2 separate regions of the Sus scrofa genome follow, and region 1 is linked to region 2. A link is a contact called in public HiChIP or PLAC-seq data. All regions are on one chromosome and are shown on one strand. The core of a region is the stretch at or near the end of the contact, and the rest is flanking DNA. Distances in the headings are between cores, read along the strand shown.

Region 1 (4,527 bases), core at 1,423-3,922, 66 kb before region 2:
TCCCATGACTGCTTAAGCAGTAAGCACTAAAAAAAAGGAGTTTTTCAAACAAAAGACACCTGACACAAGGACTTCAGTCTATTTTTCCAAGTTAGTATTTCCATTTGTCTCATTTTGATTTAAAAGGTGTGGCTCTCAAAAAAATAAATAAAATAAAATAAAGAAAATAAAACATGTGGCTCTCCTCATCCCTGGTGGAGGGGACCACAGGCTGCTCGAATCTTTCCCAGAAATGATCGCCCTGATTTGTGTTGCAAATGGAAAGGCAGCCACACAAGGCTTTTCCTCCAAACATCCTAACCATTCCCCCCGCCACACCTATCTCCCCTGCAGGTTCCCCTGCCAAGCCCAGGTTCCTGCAACCACCTGACAGGCAAAGCTGAAGTTCACGTTCACATCACAGCTTCTCTGGCTCCCTTGTTATTTCTACTTCTAATTTATTCTTGACTTCTTGCCTTATTTTGCCTCTCTTGGGCTTGCAGGTTGAGTGTCTGGGAGGGAGGCATGGAAATGGATAAGCATGCAGGATGCTGGGTCCCCACGAATCCCAGAGTCAACCCTGGGGACGGGGAGGAGGAGGCAGGACAGAGAAGCAGAGCTGGGGTGCGGTCTCCACAAAAGCTTCTCACAGCTCCTGGGGGAACTCGGAGCTGGGGTGGCCCTTGAGGGCCCTGACCTGGGGTGAGGGAGCCGGGCCACCGTACCCTGCACTGAGACTCCCCGGGATGGGACAGACTTAAGACAAGCCGGGCCACCATCCCCTTGCACCCTAGGACAAGCCAAAGAGGGCCACTGGCTCTGGTCTCCCGCCAACCCTGAGGTTACACAGAGTCCCGGTGCTCGGCAAGCCGGGAGCACCCAGGGCTGCTTGGAGCATCTCTCTGGACTGAGGAACTGCACAGAGACCCTGGCCTGAGCCAAAAGCACTGCTGCTCTGCACAAGACCCAGAGAGAGGATGGCCAGGACACAAGAGAGTCGGGTCCCCGGAGAGTATGGGGAGTGAGGCGGGCCGAGGAGCCAGGGAGCCACACCGAGCAGGAGCAGAGGTCCCGTGGGCTGTGAGCAGAGGTCTGCCCGGGGTCCAGCAGCCCAGGAGCCAGAGGGCCATCAGCCCAGAGCCTACCCTGGAGGAGCAGAGTTCCAGAGACCAAGTGGCCATGGGCAGGGGGCCACGTTACCGGCACCTGCCCCAGCCTGGGCTTGGGGAGCAGCTTATCAAACACCTGAGGCTCACAGGTGAGGTGGGACAAAGTCAGAGGATGGGAGAGAAGTGTCTGGAAGGACACACAGTCAAGGTGAGTTAGGGGCTGGTATCAGGGGAACCCTTTGTCCTGGGCTCAGGATTTCCTGCTCAGGAAAACCTCTTTCCTGATTCCTCATTCCTGCCTCTTTCCCACTCCATCCTAATCCTCCAGATAAAGAAGAGGGGATCTGGGAGTTCCCGCTGTGGCTCAGTGTAACAAACCCTACTAGTATCCATGAGGACTTGGGTTCAATCCCTGGCGCTGCTAAGGGGGTTAAGAATCTAGCATTGCTGGGAGCTGCAGTGTACACTGAAGACGCGGCTCGGATCTGGCACTGCAGTGAGCTGTGGTGTGGTGTAGCTTGGATCTCCAATTGCTGTGGCTGTGGCGTAGGCCGGCAGCTGCAGCTCTGATTCAACCCCCAGCCTGGGAACCTCCATATGCCACAGGTGCAGCCCTAAAAAACAAAAACAAAAACAAGAGGGGATCTGAGTGACAGCTGAGTGTCGCCCTGCTTCTGGACTGGGTGAAGCCAATTTAACAAAGGCTGCCATCCTGTGGGATCCCCGCTTTTCTTCCCACTGCTTCTCGCGGACCCTGTCGGGACAGCAGTCCTGGTCTGCTGGGGCTGCTCTAAAGACCCAAAGTTTCCCTGGAGGAGGGGTGGCCCTTGGGGCCTCGGATCAAAAGCCTCCGCTCCAATCAACTGAGGACAAGTAGGTCCTTTTCTCTAGTCTCTCTGCTTGTTTCAACTGGTTCTCAGCCAGGAGGAGAGAATACTGATCTCTGAACCCCCAGAGCCCAACTGTCAAGGAAAATCAGGCCCAAAGAACATTCCAGAGAGAGAAGCAAGCAAGCTTGCTGGCCAGCAGGGTGCTTGCTGGTTGCTAACCTTCCACTGTATGAACTGTGCTACATGAAACCGGTTCCTTTTGTGCTTCAGGAAGGGCTCCGTTGGCTGTGGCCTCCGAGGTTCATTGATGGGGAAGGGGGGAGGTGGGGGGGGATCTGAATGATGATCCCAGACCCTCCCTGTCCCCTCAGTCCTCCACTCCCTGGCAGCCCTGGGGGCACCAGGAACACAGCCACACCGGCTGGTAAGGTCCTCGTAACTCACCTGTTGATCTTTCTGGCATCTCTGGTCTTCAACCACTCAGGGAAAGTGGACCAGTCCCCAGAGGGGTGCCACGGCTCCTGTCCTACAAAGAAGTCTGGAACGATGGTTCTGGAAAAAAGGGACATTCAGCGAGTGTAGCGTCAGAGCTGCGGGGACTCCATATTTGCTTACATTCATTTAGAAACATGCCAGGTTGTGGTTCCAGACCACGGGAGAAGAAAAGTAGTGCCTCGAGGGCCAACTGTGATCGCAGCAAAGACGCCAACTGGTTCCAGGCCAGAATATCTCAGATTTCACAAACCCAAGGTGCCCGGGCGCTGGCAGCCTGCCCAGAGCCCAGCCCACCTGGCGTGCCAAGGCCTTGGCTGGGCACATGCCCCTTAGATGTGATGCCCCAGGACAAAGGTTCCCGGCAGCAGCACTGGAGAGGGCCTGGGCGGGCAGAGCTCCCTTCCTGCCCCTGAGACCTGTGCCTCTCCGCTGGCCTTTCGTGTCAGCCTCAGGCCAGGAGGGCACACTTGGTGAGTGATCCAGTCACCGTGACCAAGCACTTTCCCAGCCTCCGGCCAGGATGCCAACAGGCTATCAGGTCCTGCCCAGAGGGTATGGTCTCATGCAGGGTCCAAAAGGGACCACGGAGGAGGTCCTGTTGTGGCTCAGGAGGTTAAGAACCTGATGAGTATCCATGAGGATACAGGTTCGATCCCTAGTCTCCCTCAGTGGGTTAAGGATCCAACATTGCTATAGCTGTGAGCTAGGCTGGCATCTGTAGCTCAGATTTGACCCCTAGCCTGGGAACCTCCATATGCTGCAGGTGCGGCCCTAAAAAAATAAATAAATAATAAATAAAGGGTCCATTCAACCTTCCAAGTGTGTCAACCCCGGGGGGAATGGGGCCACATGGCTCCAGACAGAGACCCCGTTCCTAATACATGTCACAGCCACAGATGGAGGAAGCCAGCTTCTCCTGCAGGGGTCCCAAGAAGACTGAAATCTGGGTCAGCAGAATCAGGTCCCAGAACTGCCCCATTCTGCTCTGAAACCTGAACAAGCTATTTAATCACTTTTGGCCTCGTTTTCTTGATATGATAGAGACAGCCCAGTGAAACCTCAGAGGATTATTTTGAAGGCAAAATAGGTAAGTGTGAGTGGGATTTGTAAGTCTTAGGCATCTTTACTCACTTTTTTTTTTTTTTTTTGAATGGCCACATCTGCAGATGGAAGTTCCCGGGCTAGGGGTTGAATCAGAGCTACAGCTGCCGGCCTATACCACAGCCACAGCAATGCCAGATCCAAGCCATGTCTGCAAACTACACCACAGCCCATGGCAACGCTGGATCCTTAACCCACTGAGCAAGGCCAGGGATCGAACCCCTGTCCTCACGGATACTAGTCAGATTTGTTTCCACGGAGCCACGACAGGAACTTCTCAGCTCCTCCTTTCGAGAAGACAAAGGGAACAGGGGTGCCCCACACTCAAGACCTGCTGAAGCTGGACAGGAAGAAATGGTCCTTCCTCTCTCTCCTCCATGCTTTACTGAACCTGCTACTGACACCAGGGCTCTGAGAAGCCAAGAGGTGACAGCATTCACCAAAGGGCTGTGGCCACACAATGTGACAATGAGATGACCTTTGGGAGATGAGTGAGGCCTCACTATGCCAGGTGTGGAAGCCAGTCTAATTCAGAGCAGGATAACCATGGGTGCCCTGAGTGTGAAAGCTGACCCCAAGCAGAGATGCTTCAAGGCCAAGTAATGGGTCCATTTTAGAGCTGGCAAGTCCTGCCCCAGGTGTCCCGTACTGGCATCTGGGCAGGGCCCACAGCGGGAAATAATTCTTTCAACAAGTCTACGGGGCCAGCCACTCCTAGGACAACCCGAAGCCCAAGGCTCGTGTTGGAAGCAGTTGGCTTCCATTGGACACTGGCTGTCACATGCCACTCTCCACTTACCTACAGCCCAGCGAGATAAAAAAAATAGCTCACATAAATCAGAATAGAGGCAAGGTCTCTTGGCTTTGTTTCCTTCGAAGGGAACAAAATAGATCATGGAAATTTACATGAATCCAAGAAAAGAAGAAGAATTTTATACAGGGAGTTCCCTTCGTGGCTCAGAAGTTAAAGAACCCGACTGGGATCCATGAGGATGCAGGTTCCATCCCTGGCC
Region 2 (4,429 bases), core at 602-3,101:
CCTCCAATCCTAACCCAGTTCTACTGCCTAGAGGTTCCTATAGCTGTCCTAAAAGACTACTAGTGTCTCTTTCAAGAAGTCTCACTCCTTCAGAATCCTTCCCCCTTCTGCTCTACAACACCTGAGACTGGGTCTGGTGGTCCTGAATTGTGCCCCTGGTCTAAGCTGAGTGAGAAGTGCTCTGCCACAGGCCCTATAGAGGGCACGAGTGCTTGTCCTGTTGGGTGGGAGGGATGGAGACTGGGGAATGAGCCTCCTTCAGACTCAATTTCTTGGGAGATAATAATAGTCTAAACATATTTAAGGATAAGCTTAAATGTGTTCAGTTCTCAAGGTCAACCCTTGAAATCAGTGGTTCTCCATTATTGTGTCAAGAACTTGAATTCCTTCCTGTCTTGGGTACCATGAGTGACATTGGTCAAATCAGTGACATTAGTCTTCAAGGGCTGCTCTCTTTCTGAAGGATTCTACTTCATTATTTTCATTCTCAGTTTCATTCTGATTGAGGAAGTTCAGAGGTGGGAGATTTTCCCAATTCCTTTCCTCACACGGATAGAAAAGAGATGGCTAGCATTCTTGCATCTATTTCTGCAATTTATCTGCATATTGTTTAAAATATATTTTCTTGGGATTAGAGACATCTTTAGTTCTACTTAGGTAATTCTAAGGTGGTGGCCTTTCTCATCAGTAATTTCTAAATAGTTCTAAATAATTTCTAAATAATTCTAAATAATTCTAAATAATTTCTAAATAATTCTTTGGTGAGGAAAAGTGGTGTACTGAAAGAACGTGCTCAGTCTTTCATAAGGCTGAAGCAATTTAGCCCTGGCCAGGTTAAGTGTCCATAACCCAGTATACCAAGTTCTGTCCCTATCTGAACAGATTTCCCCTAGAGAAGGGTGTTTGTTTCAACCTCCAACCTAAGCAGTTTATTGTAGTTCTTCCAGTCAAATGCAGAACTATGGTAATGATAGGGCCTGACTTTTTCATTTTACTTCCTTTTTGTCTTTTGTCTTTTTAGGGCTGCAGCCGTGGCATACGGAGATTCCCAGACTAGGGGTCCAATGGAAACTCTAGCTGCCGGCCTACGCCACAGCCAAAGGAAATCAGAGCCTCGACTGCAACCTACACCACAGCTCAAGGCAAAGCCAGATCTTAACCCACTCAGCCAGGCCAGGGATCGAATCCCCAACGTCATGGTTACTAGTTGGGTTCATTAACCACTGAGTGACGTCGGGAACTCTGACTTTTTAATTTTATTGGCATTCTAGTACTTCCTCAAAACATGCATCAGAACTGCCCGCGTGCAGAACAAAAATGCATATTCCTGGGCCAGCTCCAGACACGCGGCACCGGAATCTCCGGGCGCGATAGCGCAGAACTCGTATTTCACAAGTCCCAGGTAACAGTTCTTCAGCCCTGGGACCCGTCTTTGTCCTGCACCGCCGCCCGGCCTGCGCTGGGCTAGCCGCCTCGCTGTCAGGCGCTGGCTCACGCTGCTCACTTCCATCGTGTTGTGTCTTCTTTGTTGCTTCCCTCAGTGTTATTAGAGTTCAACTCCTACTAAGGTTTCAGCCTCGCTGCCCCGCGCAACCCTCAGGACAAGGTCCAGGAGGCCCAATGCCCACGACGGCGGCCACCAGCTGCTCGGGCCGGGCCGGGATGGCCCCCCACGGGTACCGCGCACTGAGCGTGCGCGCCTCCGCCGCGGCCGGAAATGACGGCACCTGTCGTTGGGGGCGCTCCGCCCCTTCCGCCTCCATGCCCCGCCCAGGCCTCGCCCCTCTGCTCTCCCCGACCCTCCCCCTCCCCTCTGTCGCCCGCTTTCTGTCAGCCTCTCTCCCTCTCCCTCTTCCCCTCTCTCCTTCCTCTAGCTTCCTCTCTCGCACCTGAGCACAAACACCTGCCCGGGCCCGGCTCCGCTCCCTCCTCCCTCCTCCCCCTCCCTTTTTCCCCGCCCCGGCCGGAAGGCTCCGGCCTCGGCCACAGGAGCTTCGCGGCTGCGTCACCGCCGCCCCCTCAGACAAGATGGACACCGCCGAGGAAGGTAAGTCGGCGGCGCCCGCGCCCTTTCTCCCGCGCCCGGGTTCGGGCTGGGCCCGCGCCCAGTCTGCGGCGCTCCAGGCGGGCCGCGGGGCCCGGGCGGCGCTGGGGGCACCTCGGCTCGGGGCGGAGGCGCGCGGTGACAGCGGGGGACCGGCGCCCGGGCCGTTTGCCCGCCGAGCAGCCCGGCGCGAGGGGCGGCGGGGACAGAAGGTGACCCCTCGGCGCCCCCCGCCGTTTCCCGCCCGCGCGCGTGGAGGGCAGGGCCCCTGCCCGGGCCGGGGGGCGTCGGGGCTGCGGTGGCCGCGGCCGGTGAGACTCCCCACCCCTCCGTCCCGCCAGCCCCGGGGGACGACGCTGTCGTCGCCGCTCAGAGTCTGGGGGCGTTTTCCACACCCTTCCCCCACTCGGTTTTGTCTTTCTTTATATCGTTTTGCCCGTAGCTCTGCGGGCCCGACCCTTTCACGGCAGAACTTCTTTGTTGACTCAAACTTAGCGAAAAATACCCCGCCAGGTGACGGCTGAGTGGAATCAACTGACCCCTATTTAAAAACCTTATCCTCTGCTTGCGAGTCCCGAATTATTTGTTTACTAAACGGGGACGAGGCAGGCCCAACGGGGTTATTCGCAGAAGGGGTGCTCTGTAGAATTCCTTTGTTTCAGTGTGATTTATTTTGTGCTTAATCCCTGACACCAATAAGCCGAGTTTTGTGCGTGTGTTGCTTGGTTGAGTGTGTGTGTGTTTTGGATGTGGCTGTTTTGGATCAAGCTGACTCTTGTAAACTGAATACATACGTGGATACATAACTGAACAGTTGTGACTATTGAAATGCATTTGCTTATCCGCTGACGGTAATTAGGTTGTTTTTTAAGCAGTTTTATCTTTTTAGAGTCTATCGAATAATTTTACTGAGTCCATAGAGGAAATTACTCTCCTGATGCTTGATGTGTAGGATGTCAGTGAAGATAAGATACCTTTCTGCTTCGGGTATATTATGTAGCTGTCTGATAAGCACCTTTCAACCGTATGGATTTTGGTGATTTTAAATGAGGATCTTTGAGGACTGTTGTGGCGTGCAATAATGAGTGACAGGAAGTTTGATACTGTATGTGTAATGAGTGGAGACAATTTATTATTTTTTAAAGAAGTCTTAGTAAGAACTTCAAACTGTAGCCGCATGTTATACTTGAGTTTACAAAGCATATTTACATGCCTTCACATTTGATCTTAGTAAGAGCCCCGTGGAGTAGCGCGGGGGGTATTATAGATGCGGAAGTTCAGGCTGGCTGGCTTCTTTCTTTCTTCAACAGTGACAAGCCAGATCCTTAACCGCTGAGCTTCCTGGGAACTCCCAAGCTTAGTTATTTAAATAACTTGTCTAAGCTTCACATGCTAGTTAAGAGACAGATATGAACCTAGGCCTTCTCATTACAAATAGTTTTCATTATGTCTTAGTTTTTTTATTATATACAGTGAGTGAAGTAATAACCACCGGCGACTCCTTTGGAAAAAAACAGTCAAGTGACACTGCTGAGGAGGTTATTAGGAATTATCTTCTTTTGATAGATGATTCTTGTGTGTAAATTTCCGTCTCCATAGATTTCACATACTTCTGGATTCAGATTTTAATGACTCAATTTAGTAAGGCTTGTGTTTATTTACCACTTGATAATGTACTGGCATGTTTTCCTCCCATTCTTTAAGCCTGTGCACTTAGTGTTTGCATACTAAATGTGTGGTGTGATAGTGGTAATTCAGGAATTGTAGAATCTGAAAGTTTATGTGGAATCATGATGAAAGAAATATATTTTTTTTGTCTTTGACCACAGCATATGGAAGTTCACAGGCCAGGGGTCAAAGTGGTGCAACAGTAGCAACCTAAGCTGCTGCAGTGACAACACAGGGTCCTTAACCCGCTGAGCCACAGGGAACTCCTGAAAGAAATATTTTCTATGTGCTTCTAGTGCACTGTTTTTTTCCTTGTAAAGTTATAATAAGGGTGAGGTATAAATGATATTTACTGTCTTGAATGCTGTTCTTGAAATAACTAAAATTTACTGAGGACTTAATATAGGGCATGTACTTCACTAAATACTTCATAGACATCTCATTTAATTCTCGTAACACTTTTAGGTACACAGCATTCCCTTTTTTACAGATGGAAGAAAGTAAGGGTTAGTATGATTAAGTAACTTGCCCAAAGTCATGCAGGTAACATGTCAAAGGTGAGATTCAGACTCAGTTCTGTCAGACTCCGTGGTTAAATTAGATATTTGTAAGTGGATACCCAGTATCCGATGTTGAGATAATTATGTTTTTGTTGCTTCCTTTGTAAGAAGAATCATATATGTAATTTTTTTGTTTTGTTTTGTCTTTTTAGGGCCG

Evidence for each region. HiChIP or PLAC-seq counts read pairs in DNA pulled down with a chosen protein or histone mark.
Region 1: a contact with region 2 is called in an H3K27ac HiChIP or PLAC-seq map of skeletal muscle, with 2.9 times the contacts expected there. The contact joins the enhancer-like site here to the promoter of MARCH6 in region 2. A contact is called at or near these places in 1 of 5 promoter capture datasets (liver), 11 of 47 Hi-C or Micro-C datasets (blood, fetal heart ventricle, liver and 5 more) and 2 of 2 datasets of contacts at active chromatin or transcription factors (alveolar macrophages and skeletal muscle).

Annotation. Positions count from the first base shown.
Region 1 is chr16:72,192,031-72,196,557 of Sscrofa11.1, reverse strand. CMBL (carboxymethylenebutenolidase homolog) reads right to left here. Exons shown (of 6, transcript NM_001244350.1): 3 at 2,363-2,470. Among named protein-coding and RNA genes, the nearest start is that of CMBL, 23 kb to the right of the region's middle. Within about 2 kb of position 2,672, at least 4 of the 83 cell types and tissues checked have an H3K27ac peak or open chromatin away from gene starts, as enhancers often do. A contact at or near this core is called in liver and skeletal muscle, where this site is marked.
Region 2 is chr16:72,125,232-72,129,660 of Sscrofa11.1, reverse strand. MARCH6 (membrane associated ring-CH-type finger 6) reads left to right here and starts at 1,851. Exons shown (of 27, transcript NM_001130535.1): 1 at 1,851-2,047. The coding sequence starts at 2,029.